Linked DNA regions of Mus musculus: region 2 is linked to region 1. Evidence: chromatin contacts called from public HiChIP or PLAC-seq data. All regions are on one chromosome and are shown on one strand. Each heading gives the region's core, a stretch centred on a gene start, on an enhancer-like site or on the middle of the called end of the contact. The rest is flanking DNA. Distances are from core to core; before and after follow the strand shown. Region 1 overlaps Pde4d (phosphodiesterase 4D, cAMP specific). Region 2 overlaps Pde4d (phosphodiesterase 4D, cAMP specific).

Region 1 (5,820 bases), core at 1,975-4,474:
AAGGTTAGAATGGACCCTAATCTCACCTTCCCAGGAATAAATAACACTGCCTAAGGAGAGCACAAATCCAAGCTTTGGTTAGTTGAGCAAGCTCTCTGGAGGCTACCAAAGGGAAGTGGTTCCTGTAGGGAGCTGGTGGGGGTGGGGAAGGTGGGGTGGGGTGGGTGGTGACTGGATAACAAGGTAAGAAGGTTGCTCATTACTGCAGTGGGTTTAGTCATACCCCCCGCCCCCACCCTCCAGCATGGTGTTTGAGAACTGTTCAGATTGTAAGGGAAAGAAGACAGACTGCCTTTCCTAAGCGTTTCTGTTTCTAGATGTGACGTGTGTGTGTGTGTGTGTGTGTGTGTGTGTGTGTGTGTGTGAATATATCTCCACTATGTAAATAATTATACAATGAAAGCCTAGCTGTGCTGGCCCAGGACCCAGGGAACTGGGGAGAATTCTTCCCAGGATTCTTTGGGAAGTGGAAGTGCAAGAAGGGACCCTACTTAGAATGGAGTGCAGTCAAGGAAGAAATTCTTCATTTATAGTATGATAGGGGCTCAAGTTCAGCTTTTAGAGTATTTGCCTGAGATATGCAAGGCCCTGGATTTGACCCACTGAATTACAAAGTGATAATGATAGTAATAATAATACTATGTAAAGCTGCAACATAAGAACCAATAATAACAGTATCAATAATACTAAGTAAAACTGCAACCAACCTGGGCTGGCGAGATGGCTCAGCAGTTAAGAGCACTGACTGCTCTTCCAAAGGGCCTGAGTTCAACTCCAAGCAGCCACATGGTGGCTCACAAACATCTGTAATGGGATCTGATGCCCTCTTCCAGTGTGTCTGAAGATAGTTACAGTGCACTCATCATATACATAAAATAAATAAATAAAATCTTTTTAAAAAAGCACAAAGCGATGTTCCCAAATACTAAACAAGCAGAGAATACCACTTTTATTCAGAATAAGCTGGGAGCACACATGCAGCCATGTAGATGATAGATGTGAGAATGTCTACCGCACCCTCATTCCTCAAAAGTTCACTTATAAGGTAATCACACTCATGTGTTTATCATGGGAGAATATATGCCTAATTTAAATACCAAAAGATAATATTTAACTTAATGTCAACAGTATAAATGGAGTAGCAGAACCAAGTATGATATATTTCACTGCTATCAGAATGGTTGTTCTAAGTCCTATCAGTGCTGTACCCTGAGTAACCATGAGAACAAAAACCTTCTCATTTATATATAGTACTGATGATTTTAAGTGCATGTATAAACTTCCGTCAGTACTTTTATTCTATCTTGATATTTAAAAGCCATGTATTGCACTTTCAATGTGTTATAAGGCAATGGGCTGGCCAATACCTACCATGTACAGAAAGCACTGACATCATTAGGCAGACAGACAGACAGACATCAGCAAGCTTAGGGGCCATTACAGATATCCTCTTTCCATGTGGAAACCTCCCTCCCTTTAAGTATATGAAAAAGTAGACTTATTGGGGGCTTTTTTTGAGGTACCTTCCTCTTAGTCAAAAGAATGGAATCTGAATTCTATTTCTGACCATGGCTGGAAATAAGATATTCAGGTTGACGCCCCAAGAGCAGAACCTTACATACATACTGTTGTCTCTTGTGACTTGCTTTGTCAGTCACCTGGCCAGGAGGCCATTCTTCAGGAAAGCTGCCTCCCCTGTAGGTTTGCAAAGGAGCTGAGAGGACCGACTATCCCCTAATAATCAATACTTACACTCACAGCATCCTCTCCCTGGGATGGCTGTTTACAAGGCTACTGTAGCACCTAGCTCACTTGCTTTTTTGAGTCTTAACACCAGACTGGAGCCTTTCCTTGCCCACCTCTTCTTTGAATACAGGCCCAAGCTCTAGGGACTCTTTTCCTCTGGGCTCTCTCGCTGCTTTTCCTCTAAACAATAACTAGCTCTTTCTACAGCGGCCTAGAGACTGCCATTACTGACCTGAGCTCAAAACCTGTGGCTTTCCGAAACTCTTCTCCTCTCTCTCCTTTCTCCCAAGCAGTTGTCTGGGTTTCATACTTTGTTTATCCTGCAGTCTTTCTCTCAAACTCTCTTAAAACGGTCCTTGAGCTTACTTCCCAAGTCCACATCTTTCAAAAAATTCTTTTATCAATAATATCAAGAACGTACAAAATAGAACTCCAAGTCACAAGTAACAAGGACCCCTGGAATGTGGTTGGGATATATATTGTTTATACGTGCAGGTCACAACTGACTAGTAATGTGTCACAATTGCATACATATTTAATGGGAATCAAGAAAAAAAAAGATACAGAAATATTCCAAACTAGAACATATGAACTAATTCCACACATATCGAAGAGCCCCCAATGTCTTGTTGACTTGGAGCTGCAGATCTGCAGATCGAAAGACATAAGCGTGCCTGCCCATGTTTATGGAGTGTTAGAACTTCTTACACTTTCTTATACTTTCTGTTAATGTCTTAGCATTTTTGCACGTCTTTAGGAAATTCTTTTTTTATTAGATATTTTATTCATTTACATTTCAAATGTTATCCCCTTTCCTAGTTTACTCTCCAAAAATCCCCTATGCCCTCCCCTTCCGCTGCTCCCCAACCCACCCACTCCCAATTCCTGGCCCTGACATCCCCCTATACTGGGGCATAGAATCTTCACAAGACCAGGGGCCTCTCCTCACATTGATGGCAGACTAGGCCATCCTCTGCTACTTATGCAGTTAGAGACAGGAGCTCTGTGGGTACTGGTTAGTTCATATGTTGCTCCTCCTAGGGGACTACAGACCCCTTCAGCAATGTGGGTACTTTCTCTAGCTCCTTCATTGGGGACCCTGTGTTCCATCCAGTAGATGGAACTGTGAGAATCCATTTCTGTATTTGCCAGGCTCTGGCATAACCTCACAGGAGACATCTATATCAGGGTCCGGTCAGCAAAATCTTGTTGGCATATGCAATAGTGTCTGGGTTTGGTGGTTGTTTATGGGATGGATCCCCGGGTGGGGCAGTCTCTGCATAGTCCTCTCTTTAGGGAACTCTTACAAGCACATTGGAAAGTTTCCACATTCTGACACGTCATCCTTCCCGGAAATTTCTGTTGATAAGAAATCTCAATCGTGTCTCAAGAATTCATATAATTGCCCTCAGTATCAGCGCTTTAATCTCTTCACCCTGAGGCATTTGGCCTCCTTCAGAACACAAGGCTGCTAAGAGGTCCATTCATGTATTTAGCCAGGCTGTCAATAACACGTTCCTGTTGTGTAACCTGTTTGGTCTTTCACCATTCGTTCTTCGGTTCTCTCCACTCCTTTTTGAATTGTTTGCTTTCCCCCATCCTGTTGAACTGCAGTGGCAGAGGTTGTGGCTTTAAACGCTGGTTGGGAATCACACACAGACACAGCCATAGTCGTCTCCTAAGGTCTAGCCAGAGCTCTCTAGCTTCTGTCTGTAAGTTTCTTAAGCCCCCACCACTGTCAGGATTGTACTATCCCAGGAAGGCTAACTGGGAACATATTATCAATAAACTGTAATCTCTCCTCTTTGATGTGTCGGGGGTACATTGATAGCTCAACCACTAAAAACAGTTGAGAAAAACACTGATAAAGCTTACATAATATTCACATTTTATCTATTAGCAATTCTTACAAAATTCTCTTTGGTATGGGAAAGCAAACACTCAAAATACACTCATGATTATTGTTGGGTTTTACTTAACCATACACTGTTTCATTAACTCATATTTGAATGAAATTTCTTTTGGCAATTACATTCTCAAAACCAAGTGTGTTTCCTTCAGGCCATTTTCCCCAGTGACTGCAAATTTGGCTGCTGGTTCTTGGCCATATTTTGACAGAATTCAGTCCGTTAAAAAGCATAACGTTTTCTAATTCTTTTACAGTACTGAGATTGCTATCTTCACTATCAACTTCACTGGATTCAAAACAACCACAACCCTAGTGTGCACATAGGGGATTTTTCAGATGGGTTTAATTAAGGCAGGAAGGCCCACTATCAGTGTAGCAGTGGCATCTCAGAGGCTAGTGTCCAGTACCAAAAAAGGAAGAAGGAAAGTGGAGCACCAGGATTCATCGCTCTCTGCTTCTCACCAGAAGACACAGTGACCAACTGTCTCAGGCTTGTTGCTATGACTTCTGTGGTGGACTGGACCCTCAAAACTGGGAGCCAAGATAAACTCTGTCTCCTTTAGTTGCCTCTTTCATGTATTTTACCTTGGCAACAAGAGAAGTAACTAGTAGAAGTATAAGATGGTGTCAGGTGGTTCAAATAACACCGAGCTAGATCATTTGAATGCCACCCATACATGAGGAAAAATCCATTTATTTGACTGGATACATCTCTTCCTACCATATCCACTTCATTTCTAATCCTAGAATATATCTCTATCTTTATTCTCCTAAATGTCTCTGCCTACTGTCTGTCACTAGCTCTTTAGGCATACTATATAATAAATTAATACAAAGACAGAAATAATTAACTTGTAATTTTTGGGTAAAGTTGTTATGGAAATTTGAAGTTCTCCGTTCTATTGCCAGAGATTTATCATGCGGCTATCATTATGCTAAATTCATTTTCCACAAAACCCATAATGAATTAAGTGCTGTTTTAAAACACATAACAGCACTGTGATATATCGTCAACTTGAACTCTAGCAGTGAGGCATATAAGACTGGCTTCACAATTACCAAAACTAGAAGATGGAGTTCCTGCGTAAGAGTCTTATGATGTGTGCCTAGATGTGACAAATGAACAAGATGACCAATTTTCAGAGACACGGCACTCATAATCTCTATTTAATTATAATTACTGCAGAGAAAGTGTCAAGTATGAAAAATTCTAAGAGCTCTTGAGTGAATAGTTCTGTATTAATATTTTACCCTAACACTGGGACATTCAATGGCTAATGTCACCTATCATGTTGGATGTTGGGGTGCTGTGATGAGCATTTCTGTAGCATAAGCTTCTACTGTAGCATTTTAATAGACTTAAGATGAAGTGAATTGGCACTGTTGGAACTGGATGCAAGCAGTCAGAGCAGTAAAGAGGAGAAAAGAGAGTGTTGAGGAGACAGGCAACATTGCTAAATGATTAGGGAAGATAGATCAGTGACTAAGCAGACGATATTTAGAGGTGAGGTAAACATCTCATCAAACACAGAGGCAAAATATTAAACCTAATAAGCCCAAGTGTTGCAGATCCATAACGAGCAGGCAATTCTTGTGCACTGTTAGAGAATCAGCTGTAATAGCCAGTGTGGAGAGTTGAAGACTAGCTATTAAGAAAACTGATAATTCTATTTGCATCAATGCTTAAGATTTCTGCATCTAGCCATGTACCTCTCCAAATATGCATGAGTAGACATGGCAAGGTCAGCTGTGGCAGTAGTGAATGTATTTGTTGATTTCACAAATATTCATTGAGTGCACAAGTCTGTTTGCTTAGGATATCGCTGATAGTCAAATAGAAATTGTCCTGCCTTTGTTGGCATTCTAGATGTGATTTGTGATGGCAAAAAGTTTAAAAACATCAAAATTATTAATCACAAGAAAAAAACAAGGTAGCATCTAGTCCTATAATTGAGGGAAATGAAAACTATTAAATAAAGAAACAAAATGCCTGCTCCAAATAAAACACGCTTGATTTGTGAATTACGTAAAGTGGGCTTATAAAATAAATACAGCATAATCATAGAGTATGTGTCTTGCTTGCATGAGTGTAGATCACTGTATTTGAGACATGGCTAGCAATGTAGGATAAGGATGGTAAAATGGTCATAGGTATGTGATAACAT
Region 2 (5,820 bases), core at 2,184-4,683, 240 kb before region 1:
CTCCGGTTTTCTTGTGAAATTATTGATAGTCTTGGAAGCTGGTGGTGCCCTGGCAGGAAAATGCCGCTCACTCTGTGCCTTCCCACTGATGTCCATTCTCAGTCTGAACAAGGTCCTAGTGAGGAACTCTACGGTACAGCTGATTTCTTCAAGCCACTTCACCTTTATATCACGTCATTTCTAAAAATTCTCAGAAGTCGATTGAGATTGGAGTCTCTTACCTCAGCTACTGAAGGACGGACACACACACACACACACACACACACACACACACCCCTTTGGCAAATAGCAGCCGAGTAATGGAATTCAGCTGCTACATGCTTCAGGCCATCTAGTAGTTATTTTCCCAGTGCTCTGGTTCTATGTACCAGGCTGATTTCTAGAGCCATGAAATTTCTGTTTTATTCTGAGACAAAAATGCAAAGCCAAAAAGCTCTATTCTGACTATGTAAATGATCTGTTAGTGCCAACTCATTAGCATTTTTGAGGCAATTTGGAAGAGACTTTAAGAACATCCCACTTAGTGGGAAAGCCAGCCATCATTAGGTGGTACCTCAGCCTTTCTCTGCTCTGGAAGCTATGCATAAATTTGAGAGATGTGTTAGATTTTTTTTTCTTCTTTAAGAAGTCGTCTTGACTCATGTCAGGAAATTCCCTACTCAGTATATCAATCTGTCAGTGTCAGATAGTAACAAAAGTAGCAAGGCTGATAAGCACTTTAATACAGGGCACACTGTTTCCCTCTAGTGGCCATGGGCTGATCATGTAATCTAGAAAGGCTACGGGAATCAGGCCAACCTTTCCTATACTTCAGCCCAAGCATTGCTTGTATATATTTAAGTTCTGGCAACAATTAAGCAGCCCCATCTCCGAGTTTCCCTAAGGATCACAGCAAAATACCCTTTCTTCCTTCTTCTCAAATACTTGGGTTCCCAATTCCTGTACATGGCAGATGATATTCCTACTAAAAAGAGTACCACACAAAAGTACCATGTTCAGTCAACAATGTGATGAACTCATGCACACGTCTATCACTTCCATCACACACACACACACACACACACACACATACACACACACATACATACACATACACACACATATACATACATACACACATACACACATAGAGATAGACACATACATACCCACATATACATAGACACACATACACACACATACATACAATACACACACATACACATATACATACATACACACACATACACATAGAGATAGACACATACATACCCACATATACATAGACACACATACACACACATACATACAATACACACACATACACATATACATACATACACACACATACACATAGAGATAGACACATACATACCCACATATACATAGACACACATACACACACATACATACAATACACACACATACACATATACATACATACACACACATACACATAGAGATAGACACATACATACCCACATATACATAGACACACATACACACACATACATACAATACACACACATACACATATACATACATACACACACATACACATAGAGATAGACACATACATACCCACATATACATAGACATACACACACATACACATATACACATACACATATACACACACATACACATATGTACACATGCACACACACACACACACACACACACACACACACACACACACGTTTACCACCTCAGGTAAATCCTTCCCTTAATGTTTTGGATCTGATCTCTCTATAACATCTGATAAAGAGCCTGGACCTTTATCCTCACTGTACTTTTCTTTATTGTCAAATCCTTCCCCTGAGGATAAAAAGAGCTTGATGACACTGAATTCTTATTTAAAAAATAATTTCCAATTTCTCTGTTCAAAAACTTACCATCGCTTCCTCACAATAAGGCCCATTTGTTGAAGTAATTAATCACGCTCACACCCACTGTCTCTATTGTCCCCTCTTATTTACACATAACCAAGCTCAATCTGTTTTCTGCTCCTCCCGCTGTAGGACTTTCTTTTGCCAACTGAGTTAGGCTTCCTAGGGAACACTCCTAACCTTCCTGCCTGCCCTCCTTTCTGCCATCCTCCTTCCTCTTGGTGTCCACACACTGAGTTTCTTCACACCATCTGCACTCTGTTTATTTGGTTTCATTTTCAGCCTTTTCCTTTCTTCTCCCTTCCCATTGCCAGCATGCGTGAGTGCCCACCGCTCCTGTGTTCTCACCTTAGTCATCCCTCCCCTGCCCCCAGTGATATTGTTGACTTGAATGACAGCCACCACCTCTCACCATGGACATCTCCCAGGAAAGCTCACTGGTTCAGCTTGCTCTTCTGAACTCTAGACATGTCTGCATACCTGGTACACACAGAGCTCCACCTGAGAAGCTCCCAACCAGGGAGCACCACCAGAGAGCACCATCAAGGAACTATCCCTCCTCCAGGCCTCTCTTGCTGGGTTCTGTCTTATTTGTATCCTGGGGAAACCCCTAACTTCTTTCCCAGTCCTGCTTCCTAGCCAAGTACTGCCAAGTACTGGGGCATCTAGACTTCACAGCTTCCCTCCATCTCTTCCATCAGCTCCTTGTCCTGTACCTATAAAATGGTTCTGCTCTTCATCTACATTGCCATTTGCAACACTCTTTTAAGTGGTTCTCTGCCAGCTTTGCAAACAACTCTATACAATGTAGTTACTGGGTTAAAACAAAACAAAACAAAAACCAAGTCAGGTCCCCATGCAACGCTAGCATTGCTGCTTATTGGTGTGAGCCCTGGTATTCTTACCTGACAAACAAGGACCCACTCATCAGCATACTGAACGTTGCTATGCCTCTTTGCACACAATTTCAGTGTTCTCAGACTAGACAATAGTAGCCCCCTGCTTCCCTAAGACACATGGAGGTGATTTCCCCACAAAGGCATAAAGCTAAGACCAGTAACTAACATGACCGGATAAACTTCAGCTCATCATCGAAAGACCTTCAGCAGGTGTGGCCTTACATAAGATGGCTGGAAGGAGATATACGGGAACATGACAACTGTGGAGGAGTTATAAGACATTTAGAAAAACACCAAAAGTGAAAGGCAGGAGGAGCAAAAATCACATACACTAAGTGGATAAGAATCGCAAAGGAATACAAATATTAAAAAAAAAAGACATAGGAAGTGAATTAAATTTCATTGCAACTTTCTCTTAATAAAATTATAACGAAATTTCTCAATCAATTAAAATACACAGAGATGTTAATTAAAGGAGTGCTTTTCATTATCTTGTCCTGACAGAAGACAGCAGGATAAGACAATACTAAGTAAGGATTTGCAGAAGCCAACTGTGCTAGGAAATTAAACAGGGGCCACCAAGTAGCAAGGCGATGCCAGGCCATGAGGTCTGTTACTATTCAAGCTTACTCATGACTAATGATTTACCCAAAGGTGTACCTTGGGTGAGATCACCCCAGCATGACCTCGCTACCTCATGCTGAGTCGTCTGGACAGTTGGCTGCACCCCTCTTCCTTCATCTGGGGATGCCTTCCCCGATAATGCCCGTTTCCTGGTTGCATGGGCTTTCCCCCATGTTTCCTGAGGTGTCCAGGGCCCTGGCTTTCCTAGTAAACTCTTACAAATGATGACATCTTGTAGTCTAGAAACCAAGAGGCTTGCCTGCACCTCCATCAGAAGATTCCCGTTTCTCTTTTCCCTAAAAGAGGAAGAAGCAGGAGGACTGGAGCAGGACTTAGAGCAGAAGCCTCTCTTTTCTGATGACTGCTTGAGTAGTGAGTCACTCAAAGCCTAAGTCTTAACCCATTCTCTGTGCACCTTGGATATATAGAACCCTTACTATTATAGACAGCATGTATATTATTATTCTTATGTATCATAGACAACATATTATAACAGTATGATAACAGAAGAGGTAGGAAGAGCAAGGAGAGCAAATCCCTGTTAATGAGATCATTGTGCAGGCAGAACTTCCATTGTTAAGTATTTATTTGGATTTTACATCTACAGACCCTTGTATCACTGATGCAGAGCCTTTTGAGTATATGTAAGAACTACAGTCTCCGTGGTTAGTCACTAAAATCAGTGAGTATTTATTTTATGGCTAGAGTGTACATAACACAGTTCAGGGTTCACCTAGGGATCTTTTATTGAAATTTGATAAAACACATTTGTCCATTAGATTCTATAAATTAAGAGTCAGAAAGAAGACAGTAGAAATGATAGGAGCAAGACGGATCCACATTAAATTGGAACAGGAGTGTTCTTGCTGACATACAGGTGCCTACCATGTGGGATTCTCCCAGTGACCTGAACTTCTGGTCTGAATCTTCACTGACTGTGGTATTCCTTGTCCCAGAGGGAAGGCATGGTTAAATCAACACAAACACACCACCCCAAGTAAGGCTAGTTGCTAAAGAGACAGAGCAAAAGTTTTACTGGGTTAAGACCTGTGAAGGATGGCAACGTCATTCCCAGGCTGTTCTGAGGGTGGAGAAAGGCAGCCACTAAAGCCGCTTAGACTCAATCAGTGACTTTCTCTTACAGTGTGTGGGCAAAGAAAGGTTCATCCATGACAGCAAAGTCACTACAAGGAAATTGTCACAATCATGTCATCCTCTGGGTTTGTCATCAGTAGAGCAAGCAAATGCTCTGCCAAGTCAAGAGAGCAGTGTGTCAGGGAGACTCCGCTAGGAGAATCAAGCAAGCAGTCCTATGTAGATATTTCATTCCACTTCCGTTCCGGATGTTATTTACTTTGGACACAGTGTCTTTGACACCTTGGGATGTCAAAGGATCTCAGGCCACTTAGGACACATGCAAAGATAATGCAGCAAGAATATCTATAAGGAACTATCAATGTGTGTGCTGTAAGTTCACATGCTATGAATTTACATCTCAGCAAAAGGAGAAAATCGAAGAAAGGAGAAAAGCCTTCAAAGAAGAAATCTGTTTTTGTTTTGTTTTTTGGTTGTTTTTTTTTTTTTTTTTTTTTTGTCTTTTCAAGACAGGGTTTCTCTGTGTAGCCCTGGCTGTCCTAGAACTCACTCTGTAGACCAGGCTGGCCTCGAACTCAGAAATCCGCCTGTTTCTGCCTCCCGAGTGCTGGGATTAAAGGCGTGCGTCACCACGCCCGGCTTCAAAGCATGAATCTGAATATGTACGGGCCTTACTTTCCATCCTGCTAAGCCTTTTTCTGGCTTGCCTTCTTGGTACTCACTTAAAAAGGTCTTTAATTTTTTAATTTTTATTATTATTTATGTATTTATTATAGTAACAATTTTATTTATTTATAATTGTGTGTATGAGGTTGTATCTGCACTTGCATGTGTGTGTGTGTCCATGCATGCTAGTGTGTGTATATGTGTGTGTGTGTGTGTGTGTGTGTGTGTGTGAGAGAGAGAGAGAGACAGAGACACACAGAGAGACAGAGAGAGAGAGACAGACAGACAGACAGGGAGAGGGACAGACAGACTGACAGACAGTCAGACAGACAGAGAACACACACACACACACACACACACACACACACACACATAGAGAAAGAGAGACAGAGACAACCCATGTGTCCGGTGAGCTGAGAGGACATCTTGCAGGGCACAGTTCTCTTCTGTGTTTGATCCCCAGGATCAAACTCAGCTTGTTAGGCTGGGAAGCAAGTTCCTTTACCCACCAAGCAATGGCAGCTACTATCGTTCTTTGGATAGAAGACGAACTCCCTGATAACGTCTATAAGGCTGCATCTCTGCTGGTCCTAAGCATCTTCTTTAGCGTCATCCTGCAAAGTGTCCTTCATCTCAGTCACAGAGGTCTTCTTCAGCAAGCTGTCCTC

The links. HiChIP or PLAC-seq counts read pairs in DNA pulled down with a chosen protein or histone mark.
Region 2: a contact with region 1 is called in a FOXA1 HiChIP or PLAC-seq map of pancreatic cancer cells. The contact joins two enhancer-like sites. A contact is called at or near these places in 5 of 39 promoter capture datasets (the 3T3-L1 cell line, cranial neural crest, embryonic stem cells and 2 more), 1 of 484 Hi-C or Micro-C datasets (embryonic fibroblasts), 4 of 115 datasets of contacts at active chromatin or transcription factors (a beta-TC-6 cell line, bone marrow-derived macrophages, pancreatic cancer cells and 1 more) and 1 of 9 other capture datasets (embryonic stem cells).

The regions. Positions count from the first base shown.
Region 1 is chr13:109,313,180-109,318,999 of GRCm38.p6, reverse strand. All of the region lies in intron 3 of Pde4d (phosphodiesterase 4D, cAMP specific), which reads right to left. Among named protein-coding and RNA genes, the nearest start is that of Mir582, 8.7 kb to the left of the region's middle. Within about 2 kb of position 3,224, at least 14 of the 459 cell types and tissues checked have an H3K27ac peak or open chromatin away from gene starts, as enhancers often do. A contact at or near this core is called in pancreatic cancer cells, where this site is marked.
Region 2 is chr13:109,553,339-109,559,158 of GRCm38.p6, reverse strand. All of the region lies in intron 3 of Pde4d (phosphodiesterase 4D, cAMP specific), which reads right to left. Among named protein-coding and RNA genes, the nearest start is that of Gm32703, 120 kb to the right of the region's middle. Within about 2 kb of position 3,433, at least 11 of the 459 cell types and tissues checked have an H3K27ac peak or open chromatin away from gene starts, as enhancers often do. A contact at or near this core is called in pancreatic cancer cells, where this site is marked.